Regions from separate parts of the Mus musculus genome. Here all the other regions are linked to region 3. The links are chromatin contacts, called in public Hi-C, HiChIP or PLAC-seq and Micro-C maps. All regions are on one chromosome and are shown on one strand. Each heading gives the region's core, a stretch centred on a gene start, on an enhancer-like site or on the middle of the called end of the contact. The rest is flanking DNA. Distances are from core to core; before and after follow the strand shown.

Region 1 (5,032 bases), core at 2,131-4,630, 870 kb before region 3:
TATGCTATGCTAAGGAGGGAAGTCGGCTTCTGGGGGTGATTTGCTTGTGTGCGGAAGTGAGTATAGAGTACCGTCTGCTATAATAAAAGAAAATACAGCTCAAACCTTTGCAATGAGATTGCAACTGAGCAGCGAATTCTTGAGAACTGTACTTTTTTTTTTTTAAAGCTAGTACCTTTTATCTTAAAAAATCATCACCAAATGCAATTTAATAAATGACAGGAGTCCAACATAGTCTAACTGAACAATGTCCTAATTGTAATTCTACTGACCTTAGAATCATGAATTCTCAAAGATGTAATAGTAAAAGGTATTTTCCTCTGGAACAGTTATCCATACACAGTGGAAAGAGTGCTAAATATCTGCATGGATCATGTAAGCATCTTAACTGATTCATATACTGAAAGCTGGAAACTAAACTGAAATACTTAAGTGACCAAAAGTGCAGCCTGATCCCCTTCAGGTCAGAAGACAAGATTTGGTCCTCTCTATTGGTGCAGGCTTGAATCTCTGGACTTAGGGAACAGGGAAACACCTATGATTCAAATAGTAAATACTACACACCCAGCACCCAAATAGTTACTAATTATTTGCAAATCTTATGCAAGAGTCTCTCACTTCAGATATTTAAAACAATGCATTATTTCATGCAAAAAATGCAATGTTCTAAATAGACTGTTTTAAATGTTTTTATGCTGTATCTTTAAGTAAATTATTGAGAAGCAAAACTAAACAGATGAAGATGAAGATGAAGACACCCTCCTAGGAGTCCAGGTGGTATTGCTGGGTTACTTAGATACCACTTTACATCTCAGTTGACCAGCTACCATGAGTTAGGTGGATGACACCATAGAGTTACTTGCACACAGCCTTAAACATCCAAATTTGGACTAAAGGTCATAGTTCACTGCTAAGTCTGACTTGGGGAAAAAATTTTCAACTATTACAAGAATTAAGATTTGCGAAATAAGTACACAAGGATTTTTTTTTTCTCTTAAATGGGAACTAGGGTGTCGGATGAAGTGGTGCACAGGAAGACAGGGGTGGGCTGGAATTCTCGACAGAAAATACAGTTGTAGATGAAAGCAAAACCTCAAAGCTAGAAACAACACTTAAAGGAATTCCTTCACTGTTTCTTTGTTTGCTTGTTTATAACTTTAGAATCCTTCTCATGCACTGGTTTGGAGGAATAAGAACTGTATAATTTCTTCTGAAAATCAGGACTCTGGTACATCTCTCATTAACTCCCCACAGATGGTAAGAGAGATCAACTTCAGCTGCATGTTACACACTCAACTATATTTAATTATTAATCTAAAACAGTGGTTCTCCGCAGAGGTTACATTTCTGCCTCCAGGGGGCGTTTGGCAACATTTTAGGAGATTAGAAAGGGTGAGCAGCAATTAGCATCTAATGGGTGGAGGTCAACTTCATTGCTAAACATCCAACAGCACACAGGATACCTCCACACACACAGAGAACAACAAAGAATTATCAACTTCAAATCGTCAACAGTGATAAAAAGAGATACCTTGCATTCTGAAGCTTGCAAAAATTCCATTTTTCAAATCTTTCATAGGTGTCTAATTAAAAGATAAGCTGCCACTATCACTGGGAGGGCTCATTTTACAACTGCTTTAAATGTGGTGGATGGTAGCTCCAACTGAGAACAGTATTACAACCAAGGAGACCTTCCAAGCAGGTGCTCTGAAGCCACAGAGAAAGAACTGTCTAATCCCTTTATTTTATGTTTATTGTAAGTTACATGGTTCTGTGGCTAATATTCTAAAAACACGCCGATCTCATGGAAAGACAGTATCTTTTTAATATAAAAACTCAGTCAATCCTATTTACAGAGAAAGATTTATGGGGAGGCTGTGATGGGTGAAAAACACCACCCAGGTCTTTAAAATGCAAAGTTATTTCACAGTTTGCTTGCAAAATGACTCAGATCATTATTACTTTTAGTCATGCCAAGTTTGCTTCTTCTAAGCCTACTAGTAATGGAGAAAGAAGGAAATAACCACCATCTTTCTGCAGTCGTTAAACCAATGAAACGGGAGCTTACTAAAAAGCAGATCTGTGCAGCGATGTTTCTCTTTTATCACAACTGTGAGAAGAACACAAGCAAATCGCTGGAAGTGCAAACGAAGATTCTAAGAAATCTATCATCTGCCTAAATACCTACAGTGTGGGAGAAAAACAAACAAAAGGAAAAACCCTGACTCACAGATCTAAAAAAACCATAACCTGTGAATATTTTCCTTATATCGCTCAATCAAAATCCGGATCTACTCTTTTTTTTTTTTCCTCCGTTCAAAAAAACTGGAAGAAAGACCTTCACGTCGCCTATTAGCAAAACAGTGTTAAGAATGAAGAAAGAAAGCATGGTGTGCAGCTGTCAAACCTCACTGGAGCGAACACCGCAGTGGAGGAACGACCCTGTGGTCGAGGAGCCTTTCGCACCTGTCAGGGCTGTTTTCACCCGCGAAGCCTCTTTCCCTTCCTACTATGAGAGCAAACGTAAGCCAACTTTGGTGGTTTCCATCCCCCACCCAGGCAAAATCCAGCTTCCAGAGCAGCTCAAGTCCTTACGCAGGGAAAATCTCAGCGCTCTTTTCCACTCACTGAGTCGCCATATGAAGTTGACAGGAAGATCACTGAGACCCCGCAGAGGAAGAGGACCCACAAAGAGAGCCCCGAGGCCACCCAACGTGGCACTTTCCAGGCGTGGGCAAAGCGCAACGCGGCACGACACCTCTCACCACCGGGTTTCCGTGGAGAGGGGGTGCTTGGCTTTGTGGTCCCGAATTGTCCCTCATCTAGGGAGGGCAAAGCTCAACTTCAAAGATCGGATTCCCACGCGTCCCGCCGCCCCGCCACACTCTGGGCTGCCAGTGAGGTCGCGCGACAGTCACCGCCGCGGCCAAGAAGCCGCCTGCGCTGTTGAGGGACTGGGATGCCGCGCTCGCTCACCGCTGTCCCCCGGCCCGGGCCCCGTCCCCACGGCCGCGCTCACCCAGCAGCAGCAGCTTGACCTCCCGCGCCGCCTTCTCGCCGTCCTCCCGGAGGTTGCGGTCGATCATCTTGCTGCGCTCCACGGCCGCCTTGTCCTCAGCGCTCAATGTGCAGCCCATGGTGGCCGAGCGTCGCCGCGCCCTCGGCGCCGGGGCCGGCTGGCAGAGCGAGGAGAGGCTGGCCCGGAGGCGGCCCCGCTACGTCCTCAGCTCCCGCAAGCTGGAGGCGAGGTCTGCTAGTCCGCACGCTGCCGCCTCGGGCGGCCGTCCCTGCCGGCGACACTCCGCGATCCGCGCCCGCGAATCCCTGCGACCGCTAGGCTCTGCCGCCGCCGCCGCCGCCGCCGCCACCGCAGCTGCCCGTGGCCGAGCCGCAGCCGCGCACAGCCCGAGCGAGCTCGGCGTCCGCGCGCCGCCGCGGCCCCGCCCCTGCCCGCCCCGCGACCACTCCCAGCGCGCGCTCACGCCCGCCCGCGCACGTGCCGTCGGACAGCGCCCCCTCCGACCGCCGCGCGCCCGCGTGATCGCCGAGCCCAGCTTTTCCTGCAGGTCCCCCCACGAGGTGCCCCGTGCGGCCGCTGACTTCTCCAGCTCCGCCTGGGAGCTCACTAACCCCCTCCCACGCTTTGGAGACCACTGCGGGGGATCCGTGGGTACCTGCCCCTTAAGAGCGCGAGTGGGACGCTTGCCAAAGTTGCGAGCAAGGGGTGAGGAAAGGCAGTCCAGGGCATTTGAGCATGCCCGGAGCCTGCAGCCACCCAAGGGTTTACAAAATGTGTAGGCTTAGGTAAAGAACCGTGGGAAATAGAGCGAAATGAGCGAGAAATGGAGCCCTGCGAAACCCGAAGTGGGGAGCAACCAAGCGGGAATTGGGGTCTTGGGGTTGCCAATGCTCACTTCCTCCCTTGCCTTTTCTCTTTTCCTCTGGCTCTCCCTTTGATCTATGCTCACCTCCCTTTTCATAAGGGAACACATTTCTAAGGAATTTCTTCCTAATCCGACAGAAACGTTTGACAAAGAATCAAAGAATTGTTTTAAAATGGCGTGAGCAGTAAAACACACAAACAAGTCTGCGGCCTCTGTGGTAATGGATCGCCTTTAGGGCACTTGTAAGTGTCTTGCCAAGCTGCCTACCCATGGTTTATGGCTCTGTTGTAACTCCTGTGCCAGTAGGCATGGCATTTCTTTTTGTAGGCCTTAGCTTCCTTGCTTTTAAATGAGCTGTTGATCTACACTACAGTCCATCTTTCCAGGGGCAGGCCAAGGACTAGATGGCTTTTCATCCAGCGTGAGGGGAGGAGCATAGGTGGAAGGTTGGACTCTCCTGTCAGTTGCACTGCTGATTATAGGAGAAATGTTGATGAATTAGATGATGAAGCCACTAGCAAAGAAAATACATTCCTCGACGAGATAAAAATTAGGCAATTAGTCTCTGGCTCCCATTTGAATATTTAGCTTCAGGTTGGGTCCCTCAGAGCAAGCAGAGCTTATAGGTTTCCGTTTTGTTAGAGTCACACCTGCGGGGCACAAGATAAGCAATCTTAAGAACTCCCTCCGCTTTTTGTTGGATTCTTTCAAAATAGAACAAAACCCGCACACTTTTAGGGTACTCGGTCACCTTCTACCTCCTTTGTGTTTCCTGACACTCCAAAAGTTCATCAAGAATTCCAGAATTAATGAAATCTAATGTGACTGGGCCATTTGCAGCCATCAGTTGACTGTCCTTCCTCCACGGTTCAGGCCAGATAAGTGTGGGGCCAGCCAAAAGGGAAACAGGACTGAGGCATGGTGAAGCTGCACACCTTGTATAGGAATTGTCAAAGACTTATATGAATTGCCCCTTCCCTTTGAAAAGCTCGTCAAGGACATGAGGAAATAATCCTCACTTCTGAGAGGATGTTGGAAGAACTCTCCAGGGAAGCTGGTGGGCAGGGAACTGAGCACTGGAGCCCTGAACTGGTTGCCATAGCAAAGTATGGTGATCACATGACTTCAACAGCAGGCATTTATTTCTC
Region 2 (5,054 bases), core at 2,065-4,564, 740 kb before region 3:
CAAAGATGTTGAGTCTGGTCTCTTTGTCAAACCCACTGACTATTTGGGTATGGATTGTTGTGTGTAATTTTTAAAAACTCCCTCTCACCATTTCTGGGAGCACAGCCTGAACTCTGGCCCCTGTCAGTTTAGCTCTGAGGCCACTAGCCTTACTCCCAGTTTGCCCGTTCATCCTGGATTAGCTCTGTAAAGCTGCCTTCAATTGCCCTGCTTCTTTGTCTCTCTCCCCACCTTCACTCCGTGGATGAAAAACACTCAGACATCTTTATTATTTTGGAATTTGCTAGATGGCACAATTGCTGGGCTCAGAATTTCCTGCCCTAATCATATCAACTAGCCCATATCAGTCAGCCTCCACTGACATCCTTGGTTAGGTGTTGGTTCTAGTTTCCCCAAGATCTTACATGGTTGTTTCTTGCTTCTCATTCCAAAGCCTGGGTGAAAAGCCCATTTTCTTTCCTTGCATCTCTTTTTACTCCTGGGCCAAGAAGTCCTAACTATACCCCTTGCCCAGCATTGGCTCCTGCCTTCTTTATTGACCAAATCAAGAACCAATGAAGGAACCAGACATTAGTATCAGAACCTTCCCCTACAGTGGATTCTAAGCACCTTTGTCTACCAGTCTTCCTAGAGCACCCTTCATGCAGCCATCACCAAGCAAATGCTACATACATAAAATATTTTTCATTTGTACCTTTCATCATTTAATAGGGCAGGAAGGACAAGCTTTCCAGATATTTTCCACAGGAGCTCAGAATAAGTGTTACTGGATTTGAATGGCCACACAATGTGCAGGAGTAGCTGAAATTCTTCCCTACATCTCTTGAATGTAAACTTCATTTACATTCTTTTGTTTTGGGATCAGGAAGAAAATAGAGTCTTATAATAGGAAGGTGAAGAAACATGTTGATGGTTCACAAACTTGTTCAGGTTTAAAGCACTCTTTTGTCAGTATTATATGTTGTTCTAGAAAAGAAATAAAAAACATGTTAGCAAATACATATGCCAGAAATGGATACAAGATACTAATGAAAATAGAGGAAATTTTGATGTTTTAGCTTTGGAGTACTTTCACCTGTAACAGATGAAATGCTCTTGTCATGAAGGTTTGGCTACACATAAATATGTTTAACAGCACATCTGTGTTAATCCCTTTTCCAAATACAACTATAAAATTATCAATTTAGATTTCAGTCCACTGACAATTATTTGGATTCATCATATAAGTTCTTTTTTAAAGAAAAGCATATTTTTTGAAATAGAATATATTAAATAGTCTGTTTAGTATACCTTTATTTTAGAATTACAAGTCATATGGCCAAAAGCCAAATACAATTTGCTTGCTATTTAAGATTCCCATAGTGTCACTCAACAGAAGCAGGAAGTGCTGTTATGTCTCAGAAGCCTTAATTTTATACAAGTGGATTGGTTTTCTTTTGTTTATTTATTTTTTCTTTTGTTTTTTGCTTCTGGAAGAAACTTTTTCTTGTTTTTGTTTTTTTTTTTCTTTTGTCATTAAATAAATCACTTTTTGAACCCACTGACCAAAAGTTGTTTATGGAGAAATAAGAAATGTAGAGTTGTTTTGATATGAATAAATAAAATTGGTTTTGTTTTTAGTGTATCTAATTAACAATGAATATACAGTTTATTGAATCATTTAACCAGGCAAGCCAACATATTGACATTTTAATAGATTTTTTTCCCTTAATTAATCCTGATGAATGTTTTCTATGGATATCTGATCTTCATAACAGGGCATGAAACAAGGTCTCTAGAGTGAGCAGTTTGTCCTAGGCCATGTTATAAGGACACATTCCCACTTCTGTGTGGCTCCAAGCCATAAGAACGGAAAACAAAAAAAATGAAAACCAAAAACCTCATTGCATGGTTCCACCGAGACAGTGGGCAAGTTGTATGTTGCTTGTCTCTATGAGTAAGCATAGACAAGACATACTGAAAGGAAATTGTCTTAGTATCCTTTGAAACAATTCCCATTATTTTGTACAAATGAGATATATACCAAATTTCTGAAAATTACTTCCATTACTGGGGATGTTTTGCAAGAAGCTCTGAGTTGTATTATATTATCATAGCAACATGTATGCAATATGGAACAAAATTTAGGTGCTTGAGGATTGAAAATTACTCAAACATCCCCCAAATTATCCATTTTTCTTGTATACAATTTTAGCGTATAGTAGAATTGTGAGCAAATGCTTAGGTGATTTCTAGAGAAACAAGATAGACTTAGGAGGTATGCCTAGTCTAAAAGAACAGACTCAGACTCTATTGACCCATCTGTATTGCTTGTTTGCGGAAAGAGAAAGACAGTAGAAGCCAAAGAGCATCATCACACAGAACTTCTGGGTGACGGTGGAGTGGAAACCCTCTCCACATTCAAACATTGCTGTTTTCAGTAAATGACCACATCTATTGTGTGCCCCTCAGTCTGGGAGGGGCATTCTGAGCACAGTCATTGTCACCTATTCTGTACAGTGTGACAGTGATGAACATTCCTGCGTATAGATCATGACAGATGAAACAGGAATCCTGCCACAGTTTCTGAAGGGTTAAGAGTGTGCATCTGCTGCACTATCCGACTCACCAGCTTAGAGGGAAGAATTGATGACTTTCTTGGTGACATTAACAAAATATTCTGTAAAATTTAACAAAAACAGCATGAATAACACTGGGGAAAAAAGGCTCAAATCTCAGACAACAAACCCCATAAAGTCCTGCTTTTAGTGGCATTTCATTGCTAGTCATTGGTATACATTTCAATAGGAGTTTGCACTTAAAATCAGTTTTCTGGATACATGTTGGGATAAATATTCACTTGAACCACAGGAAATTATCTACAGTAGAATTTGTAGTGGCTAATAAATTTAACTCATTTCTTCAATGTAGCTAATCACTGGTTTTTCCAGCATGTCTGGACAAACAGAACATCTGTCTGCAGATTAACTGTACCTGAAGATGGCTTGTGACTGCCAGTGTACCAGCAGACCATATGGTAAATTACACTTCTCTTTGGGAATTTACCAGAGGATCCGAAATATAACTAGAAATTACTCTCAGTAACTACAGTTGCACACAGCACCCCAGTCATTAAAGGAAAATGTTTTTCAGAATTGCCTGCTTCACAGTTATTTGTACGTCATGACAAGCTACAAACCAGTTGCTTTTGTTACACATCATTTTCTAAAATGGGTTTGCAGCTGAACTTAAAGCTGAGAGACTGTTTGTCATCAGCTTCCTCTGTTGACTTTATGTTGAAGGTTTTGGATGGTTTGTTTTTTAGCTTGCTAAGATCATGAGGTGACTAGACTTGGCCTGAAAATTTTCTTAGATGGATTATCTGTGGGAGGATGATGGAACAGATACCAACACTCTTGTTCAGCTTGTGGGAATCCCTATAATATGTACTATCTTAAAAAGAATAATGTTTTAATTGTTAATTGCATAAATATAAAGATATAGTGGATAAGAGCTTAAAATTCTATGTACTTATGCAACCTCTAGATGAAATGCAAATCATGGCTCCAAAGATGGGGCTTGCAAGTCTGCATTTCTAGCCACTGTCTAAAAATATCAAGGCTGTCAGTGTATGAGTCAGTGAAAAGATTGTAGATAGTCCAAAATTCCCTAAGGAAATAAATTCTCACTAGAGAATTCTTCAACCAATTCATGCCCTGCATGGCATAAAGGTGGACAAGCATTTAATATCATGTTTATTATCAATAAAAAATTGAGTTCTACACTAAGACACAGAGAACTAGCCCACACTGCTCTTATTGCTATAAGTCATGTGAATAATGTAGTTGAAGAAACAGAATGATTCTAAAAACCTACTTTTGTATTTCTTTGGGAAGAGACTTTAGAGAATGCAGGGAGACGACTCTGAGAAAATGGGCTCCAGTGAAATTGTTCAGTACAAGCAGCTATGGCTCTGTAAAGAGAACAGACAACTAGTAATTGAAAACTAGGTTCAGAATCCTGTCAGACAAGATAGAATATCTAAGGAAGAGAATGGTAGAGAGGAGAGCCTAGAGAGATGGAAGGTATGTTGAGAACAACTATGAAAACAGAATATAAAGGCCAGAGCAGGAGACAAAATTTACAGACTGTAAACATACAAACATCATTAGTGCCTAGAGCAGAAGAGCACACTAAGTATGTAGAGTTGAAATATGGGGGCTAGGACTAAGTTCTCATAAAATAAACAACTAAAATTCTGGAGAAAAGGCAGAAGAGTCATTATAGACTAACCTAAGGACTGTGTACTTTCATGGCAATTGAGAAAAGATAATAAGTCTAGCCAATCAGCCCTGATATATGTGTCTTGTCTTGCTTCATTCATTAACTGATGCTTTCTTTTATCTTTAAAAAAAGATTGCTTTCTTCTTAGGACAACTTATTTCTTGCAGTAAGATAATACTTTCATTTCAGCATACCATTTGTTTTACAGCTATAGATTCTATTGGAAATTTTGACAATTGCCACATTAATCATGAATGGCACCACTTAGAGTCAAAACCTAACACAAAATGAAAATTAGTTGAAATTTTTATGTGACCACCCATAGAATTTTAATCTAACAACATGGTTGTTCTTGCAACTGATCACATCTAAAGATGTTCTAGGTCTTTGTGATCTAGCTGGAATGATACACCTTCAATTCCTGTGGCTGGAATACAAACAGACATGCCCTTAATACACACATTTAAGGTAAAATTTATTTGTAGAAAGAAGAAGGCAAGTTCAAAAGTGATGTCTAATTGACGGGCAAAGTGATGAATCAGAGAGAAATTTGATGTCTCAGAAGTCAGTTCCAGAGTTCTTGTTCTCTCTTGAAGGTAGCCAAGGGGAAAGAGCATCTGTGTCTTGCCAGTGATTAGGTTTGCTTTATTATAATAATAACGTTTACCTATCATGATTTTAAGTTACTCTGAAGCCAGAAGCGGCAGGCCTCTGCTTGAATTAACACCAGTCACTTAACAGCAGGGGGCGGGGGGTATTAAGTAAAGAGGTCCTTTGTCCTTTTTTCCCAC
Region 3 (5,306 bases), core at 2,644-5,143:
GCTCTGTGAGGTACTGAGAGAGAATAACCAATCAGATGAGAGACATGCAAATGAGTTATGATAATGAGGCTCAGTGAGGTACTGAGAGAGAATAACCAATCAGATGAGTAACATGCAAATGAGGTAGAATGCATAACCAATCCCGGTGTGAGACACACCTCTCCTAGGCCTATATAAGCAGCACCAGTTCTGGGTTCGGGGTCTTCTTGCCTACGCAGTAAATGCCCTCCCAATAAACGTGTTGCAGAAGGATCCTGTTGTGGTGTCTGCTTTGCTGGCAAGTAGGGCGCTCACACCATGGTCTCCATCAAATTCATGTCTCTTTTTTCACTAATTAATATTGCATGCATATAGGCATATGTACATGCAAATATATTCTTAAATATAACATGTTTCGTCTGGAATATATATATAAAAAAGAAATATTGAGGGCTCTGGGGATATAGCTCTGTGGTATAGTACTTACCTAGCATGGAGAAGGTATTAAATTAGAAAATTAGCATTGATATACATATACATACATATGTATACTGTATATGTATATGTACTGATACACATACCAGTACTTCAGTGAATTTATGACGTATAGGTGTGTGTATATAGTAAATGAAGGCAGGATAGCAAAGACACTTCTAGAAAATACAGAAAAACCTACTATAGAAAACAGTTACTTCCTACAGGGCTATAGGATAGCATTCAACCCAAGGAGAGAAAAATCTAGACCACCCATTTCTTTGCTCTCCCCTCTCATCCTGACAAGGCAGAAAGCCATGTAGTTCAATCTCATTTATGTTGATGTGGTCATTGCTCAATGGTCAAAAAATTGGTTGAGATGTCATATAGCTGGTGGGGACATACCAGTTGCACTGCCAGGGAAAACTTTCAGGAAAGCCTGTGACCAGCCAGAGAGACTCTCTTAGTAGGAGGCTCTGTGCTGTGGGATCGGAACAACTTCATAGAGGATCCAGAAGTGTCTGAACCACTCTAACACTGACAAAGCCTAACATTGTTGTTGGCGATTGTTTTAGTTCACTTTCTGTTGCTGTGATAGAGCACTGAGAAAAAAAAGCAACTTGGGGAGGAAAGAGTTGATTTTCTTTCTGCAATCCACCCCGGAGGAAATTTAGGGCAAGAACTCAAGACAGGAACCTCTAGGCATGGATCAAAATGTAGATAACAAAGGATAACTGCTTACTTTTTCCACATGGCTGGCTCAATTTGCTTTCTTAGTCTACCCAAGACCACCTGCCCATGGTGGTACTACTCCCAGTAGTAGGGATCACTTCACCCTTCAACATCAATTATTAATAATTTTTAAATGCCCTACAGACTTGTTGATAGGCATCTGGCAGAGGCAATTTTTTCAATTGCAGTTCTATTTCCCAAAAAAATATAAATGTGTGTCAAGTGGACAAAATAAAAAACTATGTAGGAGGAAGAGAGAGGTGTTTAGAGATTCTGATTCCAATAGCTGCATACAAGTCAATATAGGGTGGTCTAGGAGCAGACAGAGAGCTCTGTGGCTCTGCCAGCTTAAGAATGGTATGAGTGAGCCTCCTAGGGAAAGCAGCTGCTTCCCTGTTTTTCTTCTGTCCCACAAAAGGAACAGGCCTAAAACCATGGTCACACTATACTGAGTCCTACTATGACATGTGCTAAGTAATATGGGTTAGAGGGAGTAGCTCAAGACAGTGACTACATACAGGTGTGACGACAACCTGCAAGGGTCTGAATGCATAAAATTATTGTCACATTGGTTAGGTGCATAACTTTGTAAGACATAAAACAAATAAATCTCTGTCCAATCTATCTCTGTGCCTTCCTTTCCTCACCTGTAAAGTATATAAACTATATAATATAACCATAATACGTGATAAACAATTAGAATAACAGCGGACACATTGGAGGTAATTTGTAACTGCTGTTAAACAAATGCAAATTCTGTTCTTCACTGCCTCTATCACTTTCCACTTAGAATGGTGCTTTATAATCCTCAGCCTAACTTTTCATGAGACTGGCCTTTCAATGGAAATCTTGCTGGCTCAGGAGCATTCCTTAAGGCCAAGGACTGGGTAGTCCTCACCAGTCATAGCCAACTTTTCTCAAATGGAAAAAGGCACAAAGTCAAGCAAATTCATCCTTTGTAAAGATCTTCAGCTCTGACCTAATTTGCTGTCCTCTCCACGATGTGGGGGTGGGGCTGAAGAGGAAGAACCTACTGTTCAAAGCCAACAAACCTGTATGGGGCAGTCCCTTCCCTGCCTTGCCTGTCTGTCTTCTCAGTGCACCAGGCCCCACTAGTACTGTTACCCCTATTTAAAAGGAAACAACCAGAGAAAGGTGGAACAGCCTGCTAAACGTGGCACTCCTGAAAAGCCCCAGAGCCAGGATACACACCCCCTCTTTTCTGTCTGGGTCAGCTAAGCCTTTTGAACCGCCTTGCTTTCCTCCCACACTACATCCCAGACATCAAAGCTCTTAACTGCTGATAATTCCTTCCCATACTCTGATTTACAAAGATGAGTGGGTGAGTGGTTCCTTTTTTTTTTTTTCTTTTTGCCTGAAACATATTATTTCAAAGTTAAGCAAATGGAATGTAAGCTACGGAAACTCAAAAAGCACCACTCAGGGTTTGACTGGAGAAGTCAGCAGCCCTCAGCCCCCTGTGTCCTGCTTAGCTTTCCACCTGGCTCTAAATTTGGAGAAGGGGAAGGAGCTAGATGGGGGTACAGCGCTCCACCAAGAGCCTTCTTTTCTTTCCTGTAGCAGACTTGTTTGTCTGATTAACCTAAAACTTGACTCCTGTCCAGGTTACACTCACCATTTATATGTCTAGGCTCTTACTCCATTTATCTCCCTAACACCTACCCCACCGCCCCTCTCCACTCTTCAACTAGGGCAGGTGCCCTCCTCTATCCTGTCTCCACTCAATCCTCTTCAGTTTCTTCCAAGAGGACACATGGCCCTGCTCTGCAGATGTTATTTCACCTTATTCTTGCATCCAGGACGACCAGACTCCTTCCTCTAACTTTCCTCTATCGGAGGGGCACTTCTGAGAACTTTGCGAGGAATGAAAGACTGTAAAAAGTGGAGCGAGCCAATAGTGAAGTCTCTCCACGGGCTCCGCCTGCCAGGCCCTCTGCAGTTCCATGCTGGGACCCCGAACTCCAGCTTCCTTGTGGCAGGATGGAGCCCCAGAAGACTGTGCTGTAGATGGGCCACCAGGCTCGGCATCGGGTTCCCCGGATTTCTGCTTTGTCCAGTGTTGGGGTGTGGGCAAGTCGGGGCGTCCTGCAGGCTAGCAGCCCGGCTCACAGGGAAGCTGAAGACAGGTCCACCCAGGGATCCCGGCTCTCTTCACCGGCCTGCCCATGTCGGGCCTCCGCTCCCCTCCTTCCCGGCTCCCGCCTCCTCCCGCAGGCTGCAGGGCGGCCCGGGGCCTGCCTCTCCCAGCGCCTTCACTACCGGGTCAAGCCGCGGAGGGAGGGAGACGGCGGCGAAGCCCTCCCTGGCGCTCCACTCGGTGCGCGCGCCTCCTCCCTCGGCTCGCATCCCCCAACGCTCCCCCCTCCCCGCCGCCCGCTTGCATCCTGCCAGTACAGTACAACTAGTACACAGGCACACACGCGCACACGCGCACACACACGCGCTCCCTACCGCTGCCACTGCAGCTGCCATGGATATCGGCTAACAACACAGAGGCCGGCGAGCGCGCGCGCGCTCCCCACTCGCAGCACGCAGGAGTGGCCCCCGGCATCCCTACCCTCCTCCCCACCCCCACGCCACCCGCTCACCAGCTCGGCCACTGCTCGCGCTGGCTCGGCCGCCGCCACCGCCGCTAACGCCGCCAACGCCACCACAGCTTCCTCCGCTGCGGGGCCAAAGCCTTGAGTGTCATTCAAGGGACAGCACAACCTCACCCAAGCTCTCCTACCTCTGCCCAGCCGTCCCTCTCATCCTCCCCCTTCCTCCGCCACACTCCATCCAAAGAAGAGGGAAAGCGCGGAGCAGAGGGAGAGAAAGGCAAAGTCTGCCACCCTCTTCCCTTGGCCCCCTTGCTCCTCCATCCCGATTTTGACTCCCAGACCCTCCTTCCCAAAGGACCCTCTGGAACTGAGGCGACTCACCCTACTGCCATGTCCAAAAGCTTGAAAAAGAAAAGCCACTGGACTAGCAAAGTCCACGAGAGTGTCATTGGCAGGAACCCGGAGGGCCAGCTGGGCTTTGAACTGAAGGGGGGCGCGGAAAACGGACAGTTCCCCTACCTGGGGGAGGTGAAGCCGGGCAAGGTGGCCTATGAAAGCGGCAGCAAGTTGGTGTCCGAGGAGCTGCTGCTGGAGGTGAACGAGACCCCCGTGGCGGGGCTCACCATCAGGGACGTTCTGGCCGTGATCAAACACTGCAAGGACCCCCTCCGGCTCAAGTGTGTCAAGCAAGGTGAGCGCAGCTTGTTCGGTGCTCTGCCTGGCGGTGGGACCCCGGCGTGGGGATGGCATTAACAGGGTGGGCGCGGGTGTTGGATGGGTGTATGCTGCGCCACCGCGGGGTGGGGTCCAGAGAGCACGGTAACTGTGTTCGGAGCATTAGGGGGACCGGGACTGGGGGGCTGGCTGGCCGGCTAAGCCAGGTGGTACTGTAGCAGGCAACTTAGTTTGCCCAGTTGGACCCTCCCCTTTGGAAGATGCTTGGCCTTGTCTGACCTCCTCTGAGCTTTAGGCCAAATAGAATGTGCGCCAATGGCATGTCCACAGTGGACACAGAGCTTTCGGGGAAGGAGGAAAGCAAGGGAGGAGGAAGAAAGGAAGATGGAGCAACTTGAGGTGCAGAGCTGTCGCTAGAGAGAATGGGAGAAGCTCTGAATATTGGGGCAAGTGGAGACCCCTTGCAGGATATCCAAAACTAGTCTGGAGACACCTTGGTCCGTAGCGGTTCCCTAGGGATCACTGACGGGAGAGGAAGGAAAGGGACAAATTGGTTTGGACGCTTTGACCGGTAGTGTTCAGTAACTTTTTCCCTGCTTCACTCCTCGGTCTTTCTCCCCCGCCCATGGTCATGTCATGTGGGCACCGTGAGTCACGTGCAGACTGACTAACCCTAGAGATCGCCCCTGGCCAGCAGGCAGGAGGAGGGGCAGAGATTAAGAAGCGGGGAGCTGGGAGAGCTTTCTAATGTGGAAGGGGAGGCAGACTGCGGCATTACAAGGGTTCCCCTAAGTATTCTTCATTGACTGGAATTTTCTTATTGACTAGGATTTCTCTGTGGTTGGACTCTCCTCTAGCTCCAGACATGGGGGCGTGTTTGTGGCA
Region 4 (5,361 bases), core at 1,880-4,379, 660 kb before region 3:
CTTGTTCTCACACAAGAAGTTTTTAAGTTCTGGGGAGTAGCTGTTGCTCCAGAAAAGATTCAGAGGCAATATCTTTTTAATACTCAGAGTTTTAGTTATACTATAATATTGGGGTACAGAAAATCTAGAACGAAAAATTGATTTGCTTCAAAATTTTATTTTCAAAAGCTTCCAGGAGATGTTAATTGGCTAAGACCTTACCTTAAATTCACCACAGGAGAACTTAAGCTTTTGTTAGGTGCTATTAAGTGAGACACAAATTAACTGGCAAAGAACAAAAGGCTTTGCAGAAAAATAAAGAAAGCTTTTATAATTGTTATCAATTATAATCAATGGTAATTAAATATTAGCTGTGCCCACAGCAATTCTTTGTAAAGAGAAAACATTATGATAAAGTCATTTATCTTCTCCTCCCTGCCCACCGTTGGCCCACGTGGAGCCAGCTGATTGTTGGGTGCTGTGGGGCAGGGCCACGGGGTACACAGCCTTCCCTGAGTGGTGGTGGCATGGGAGGCCTCCAGAAAGCAGGCGCCTTTGTAGTGAACTCAGGAGAGCACCACACTTGCCATTGCCCCCATGAGCCTCCATCTGTCCCCACCAGGATTAGCCGTATCCACCCCCCCACACCCCCCCACCCCCCGCTAGAACTCAGGGTGCTCTGCTGCCCTCATTCGGGCTTTCTGACCTACAACAGATTGGGCCACTTCAGCCTCTTCCGCCTGAGAGGAAGGCGGGAGGAGGGTGAGTCCAAGGTGGCGTTCACCTCAAAGCACAGTTTTAACATCCTATTAAGGCTGCAGTGGTGCTAATGAAGAGTTGTAAGATATATTCGTATATTTTAGAAAACCTACAACAAAAATTGTGTCTTAAGAACCTGACAAAGTTTCTGTTCCTTGTTCAAAACAGCAATTACATTGGTTATTACAGAATATTAATATTCAATCTATTGCATACCATCATTTTAAATAAAATTGACAATCACTATCCCAAAGATAAGTTAAAAAAATTGTTCTTATGCATGCTTCTGTATCTTCTACAAATTCATGCCTGCATGCATCCCATTTACTGTGTCTAAAAACACCGCTTTTATGGGAGAAAAGTATATGTGAATTGGATCACACGTTTATTCTTTTGAGCTTCCCCCTGCTTCAACAGAGATAATTAAATTGTGTGCTGTAAATGGTATTTTAAAATGTTGAATAATCAAGCACATTATTTTAATCATATTTTTATTTTAAGAATTTTGAAATTTGGATGGCAAAGAACTTAATAAATGCCTTATAGTATCTTAAAAACAGGACATAATCATGTCTAGGTGAGATGAAAAGGATCTACTTATTGGCATATGGCTTGATCCTGAACAACTACCTTATTAGGAAAGGGAAAAGCATAAGTTTTCTTCATAGAATGCTGCAGAAGCAAAATGGCTAATTTGTGTGACAAGCTGACAGGTGAGTTCACTGAGTGCCCTGACTGTAGTGAGAAGAAAGCTGAATTGGGTATATGTTTTTGTCCCATCTTTGTTTGCCATTTTCCCAGTTTGGACAAGCTAAGGTGCCTTGCCTTGCTTCAAGCTTTTTTAACCTATGGGACATAGAACACTAGAGACCGTGTAATCTGATTTAGAAAGATTAGTCACAAGAAAGAGTTATAGTGATTTTTCTCCTTCCCTCATTGTGACCACTCAATCTTGGACTGGTCTAGTAATAATTCCAGTATTAGAGATTCTTAGGAAAGATAGATAAAATCTTAATTACCTAGCAAAGTTAATTTGGAGCACAGACTCCACTCCCAGAAAGTTACAGCCTTTCTGTGATTCTCAATGCCACCTCCCCCACACTGGGAACTCTAAATCTCAGCTTGATCATTGCTAATTTGCAATTGAATGGAGTACCTGGACTTCCCCAAAGAAGCATTCCTATTGTTGCCTCCAACAGCACAGGTGGCAGTTATTAATTTCCATTGAGGAAGCATTCTAAGTACATATTGTGGATTTTGGCCTGATTCAGAAATAAGGTTTGCTATGAGGGCTGGACAGTCTAAGATGGGCACCCAGATCTCAGAATCATATCAATCTAGACAGAGGTACATGCCAAGAGGCTGTGGTTTATTAATAATACACCACAGAGTCATGTAAAAAATTGGAAGAAAAGGTTAATGTCTTAGAAGTAGTAGTCTTAACAATAGGGCAGGACATAGCATATATTAAGGCTAGAAAGGCAGAAATTTCAGATATTAGCAAAAGTCACTTGGACACTTGGAACATTGATGAATTGGCCAGAGATTTAAAAAATAACCTAAGTGCATTGAATCCCCTGGATTGGGTTCAATATATATTCCTATTTGCTATTATTATTGACACTATTTTATTAGTAAATCGTTGTGTTTCCACTCATTTTTAGAGCACTCCTGAGATCTGTAGCTATGGCAGGACTTTCCGGAACTTTGGCAGAAATATAAACAGAAAGGGGAAGAATGCTATGCACACTCCAATGAAGTTTGCTTGGTAGGCTGAGAGGCATCAGAGCACTCATGAGGCAAAGAATTTCCTGGAACTTTGGCATTCTCATTCTCATACCCTATCCCCGAGTTAGTCTGGTGTATGGATCCACGTGCTCTCTTTTAGTATTATCTTATTATAAGTGCCTTTTAAGATTGAATTCTGACATAGCTAAGCCTTCGCCAATGTTCCAAAGTCCCAGAAAGACCTTTAAGCTGACAAACTTGGAATTCAGTAGGAATTCAGTAAGGAAGTTACCTATTCAGTAACTAATTAGCATTACAAAGGACCAAGCAGGAATGGCTCAGGGCTAGTCTGCAGAGAGTTTACTTGAGGTAGTAATCAGTCTAACCCAAACACAATGGCCTAGTGAATAGGTGGGTTTACCATGAGAAAAGTTAGGGAATCCCACTGAGACAGGTTTCTTCACTAGGCCCAAAGAAATCAGGCAGAACTATAGAGCATAAATAAATTTTATGCCTCAGTCCAGCTTTTTTTTTTTAAATATTAATAACAGGGAGGAAATTGTAACCTCTCCCAAGCCTGAAGCAGGCTGAGCTAGACCTTGATCTTGCTACCACTCAGGAGATTACCTAGGGTAGAGCCTTCCTCCCTAGTTCACTCTATTGTTCAGCCACTGTCTCTGTTCCTCTTCAAGATACTGCTACCTTTGGGGAAGCTGCCGAGCTATTCCAGAGACTACATCCTATCCTGCATGTCATCACCTGAAGCTGGTTCCAAGCTCCAAGAATGAATTGGTGGGAACGGGCCTCTCCCCCCACCTCCTTTATAAGTGCATTCTCCATTAAACATTTGAGCCTTGGTTAGGAACCTGGTCTTGGCTCCATTTTTCTCGCCCACCTAATTCTCCTCTCTTTTCAGGCCTGGTTTGCCTCCCAGGTGAAACCCCGTTTCTTGTGAGCTGCTGGTTGGTTTCCAACATTTTGGTATTTTTGTTAACTAACATCACCATGGATTTATTCAGTAGCCTATGTTAGACATATAGAGGCATCTTTGATTTTTTCCCTTCTTCTTACTCTTTCAATCAACCATTGGTCAAATCAGTATAGTCCACCTCCATATATTTTTTAATGCTTTGATCTTCCATCTCTGAGACAACTTTAATTGTAGAAGTAACTTCTATTTGCCTGATGTAACTGTCATCTTAGAGACTTACTACTGAATAAGCTCACCTTTTCTAGCTCTTTCTGAACTTTGGCTGGCTGATTCAAATCAGTTGTTTTGGCTCAAACTCCTCTCAGTGCTGCCTGATTCAAACTGGCTTCTGTCTAAATTGAATTGCTTTGCTTGGCAAAAACTGCCTCTGGTACTTTGTTCTAATATTCTGACTCATAGTTCTCTGGTTTTAACTGCTTTTGAGTACCTGCATTGAACTGCTTGAATTCACAGAAGAACCCAATTCCATTGCCATGTACTTGCTACACTGACTCCCACCTCACTGACTCTCTCCCTGCATTGCTCTTAAATAGCTTCTCTTTCCAGTGCTGTTCTCATGGGAATTGGGCATATAATATCTCTGTCAAATATTTTTTCATTCATCACTTCATCTTTTCCTCAATTAGATGTTATTGTTTGGGATTAAAACAGTGTACTATAGGATTTCAGCCAAAAGGGTTAAAGGTGTGTACTAAAAATATACCTGTATCCCAGTCAAATCACACAGACCAAGAAGGTCTTTGGATGTGATCAGAACAGCCATGTTGCTGGATTAATATTCTTATTCCATTTAGTAGTTGAGAGTCTTTCAAACCTTGGTCAGTATAATGGCATCATTTCTTACCTGGCAATTCACTCTCTATTCTGGATACCTCTGGCACTTTCACTAAACTGAGATGTACTTTTAAATGGAATGACCAAAGATGTTACTGTCTGGCAGAAAAAGAAAATATTTATTGGCTTTTAATCTTACCCAGAAAATATTCAGAGTTTGGTAGTAGTCTTTTCACAACCTGTTTGAATTGCCTCCAAAATTATAAAATTCAAATTTCTAAAGGGAAATCCAACCTCACTGGATTCTTAGCATGTCTATTTTTTCTCTATCAAGAATTTTTGTCTCTACATTACTTTACTGTGCTGTCCACTCATTTCATCCTTGAAACTGGGTTTTAATGTAAATAAATCTCTAAATTACTGGTGGAAAAAAAGAAAAAAATCATCTTAATTTCTCATTCTCTTTTTCTATCCTCATTTTTTTCCTCCTCAAACCTCTGCTTTTTTTTTTTTTTTTTTTGGGTTGTTTACATTTTTATTATTTAACTGTATGTGTCAACATTAAATGTTGCAGTCCAAGTTTCCCCTCATCGATGTGTTTTGATAACATTTCTTTTTTTAAATTAGATACTTATTTACATTTCAAATGTTATCCCTTTTCCCGGTTTCTGCTCCAAAAACTCCCTATCTCCCTGACTCCCCCAAACCTCTGCCTTTTTAAAAGGCAGTCTTTAAAAGTGTGGTCTTCAGTATGACAGGTGGGTTCAGTGTCATCAACCTTGCTTTTCAAAACTGGTTTACTACCTGTGCGTGTAGCATACCACTGTGATACAAAAAATGGAAAGATCAAGAGAAGAAGGTTAAGAGTTCAAGACAAGCCTGAGGCTAGACTCATCTACCCAGCAAGACCTTGTTTCAAATCATCTAGAACAAAAATAAACCAATTTCTCAAAACTAAGAATGGCCAATTATTCTCTTGACCATTTTTTTAAAGCCAATTCCTGAGTTTCTTAGAAATAACACAAAATGGAGCTTTACATGGAATCTCAGAAGCTTTTCCAAACTATTTCCTGTGGTTCCATAGCCTCAGAAGATGACTTAAATGTATCTTTATCATACAACACAATAGA

What was found. Hi-C and Micro-C count contacts between places; a contact is called where the count stands out from the background. HiChIP or PLAC-seq counts read pairs in DNA pulled down with a chosen protein or histone mark.
Region 1: a Micro-C map of embryonic stem cells shows a contact between it and region 3, with 4 times the contacts expected there. The contact joins the promoter of Gnai1 here to the promoter of Magi2 in region 3. A contact is called at or near these places in 5 of 484 Hi-C or Micro-C datasets (Sertoli cells, cerebellum, cerebral cortex and 1 more) and 7 of 115 datasets of contacts at active chromatin or transcription factors (astrocytes, embryonic stem cells and stem cell-derived neural progenitor cells).
Region 2: a Hi-C map of cortical neurons shows a contact between it and region 3, with 3 times the contacts expected there. The contact joins the enhancer-like site here to the promoter of Magi2 in region 3. A contact is called at or near these places in 3 of 484 Hi-C or Micro-C datasets (cortical neurons and embryonic stem cells), 10 of 115 datasets of contacts at active chromatin or transcription factors (embryonic forebrain, embryonic hindbrain, embryonic stem cells and 3 more) and 1 of 9 other capture datasets (embryonic stem cells).
Region 4: a contact with region 3 is called in an H3K27ac HiChIP or PLAC-seq map of embryonic stem cells, with 5 times the contacts expected there. The contact joins the enhancer-like site here to the promoter of Magi2 in region 3. A contact is called at or near these places in 1 of 39 promoter capture datasets (cranial neural crest), 1 of 484 Hi-C or Micro-C datasets (embryonic stem cells), 6 of 115 datasets of contacts at active chromatin or transcription factors (astrocytes, embryonic stem cells and forebrain) and 1 of 9 other capture datasets (embryonic stem cells).

The regions. Positions count from the first base shown.
Region 1 is chr5:18,357,033-18,362,064 of GRCm38.p6, forward strand. Gnai1 (guanine nucleotide binding protein (G protein), alpha inhibiting 1) reads right to left here and starts at 3,381. Exons shown (of 8, transcript NM_010305.1): 1 at 3,020-3,381. The coding sequence starts at 3,137.
Region 2 is chr5:18,481,012-18,486,065 of GRCm38.p6, forward strand. Gm31752 (predicted gene, 31752) reads right to left here. Exons shown (of 7, transcript NR_166583.1): 5 at 3,856-3,952; 6 at 2,609-2,659; 7 at 681-966. Among named protein-coding and RNA genes, the nearest start is that of Gm31752, 12 kb to the right of the region's middle. Within about 2 kb of position 3,315, at least 6 of the 459 cell types and tissues checked have an H3K27ac peak or open chromatin away from gene starts, as enhancers often do. A contact at or near this core is called in cortical neurons, where this site is marked.
Region 3 is chr5:19,223,153-19,228,458 of GRCm38.p6, forward strand. Magi2 (membrane associated guanylate kinase, WW and PDZ domain containing 2) reads left to right here and starts at 3,894. Exons shown (of 23, transcript NM_001170746.1): 1 at 3,894-4,437. The coding sequence starts at 4,137. It overlaps 4921504A21Rik (RIKEN cDNA 4921504A21 gene), which reads right to left and starts at 3,403. Exons shown (of 3, transcript NR_102342.1): 1 at 2,989-3,403.
Region 4 is chr5:18,562,567-18,567,927 of GRCm38.p6, forward strand. No RefSeq gene overlaps it. Among named protein-coding and RNA genes, the nearest start is that of Gm31752, 70 kb to the left of the region's middle. Within about 2 kb of position 3,130, at least 13 of the 459 cell types and tissues checked have an H3K27ac peak or open chromatin away from gene starts, as enhancers often do. A contact at or near this core is called in embryonic stem cells, where this site is marked.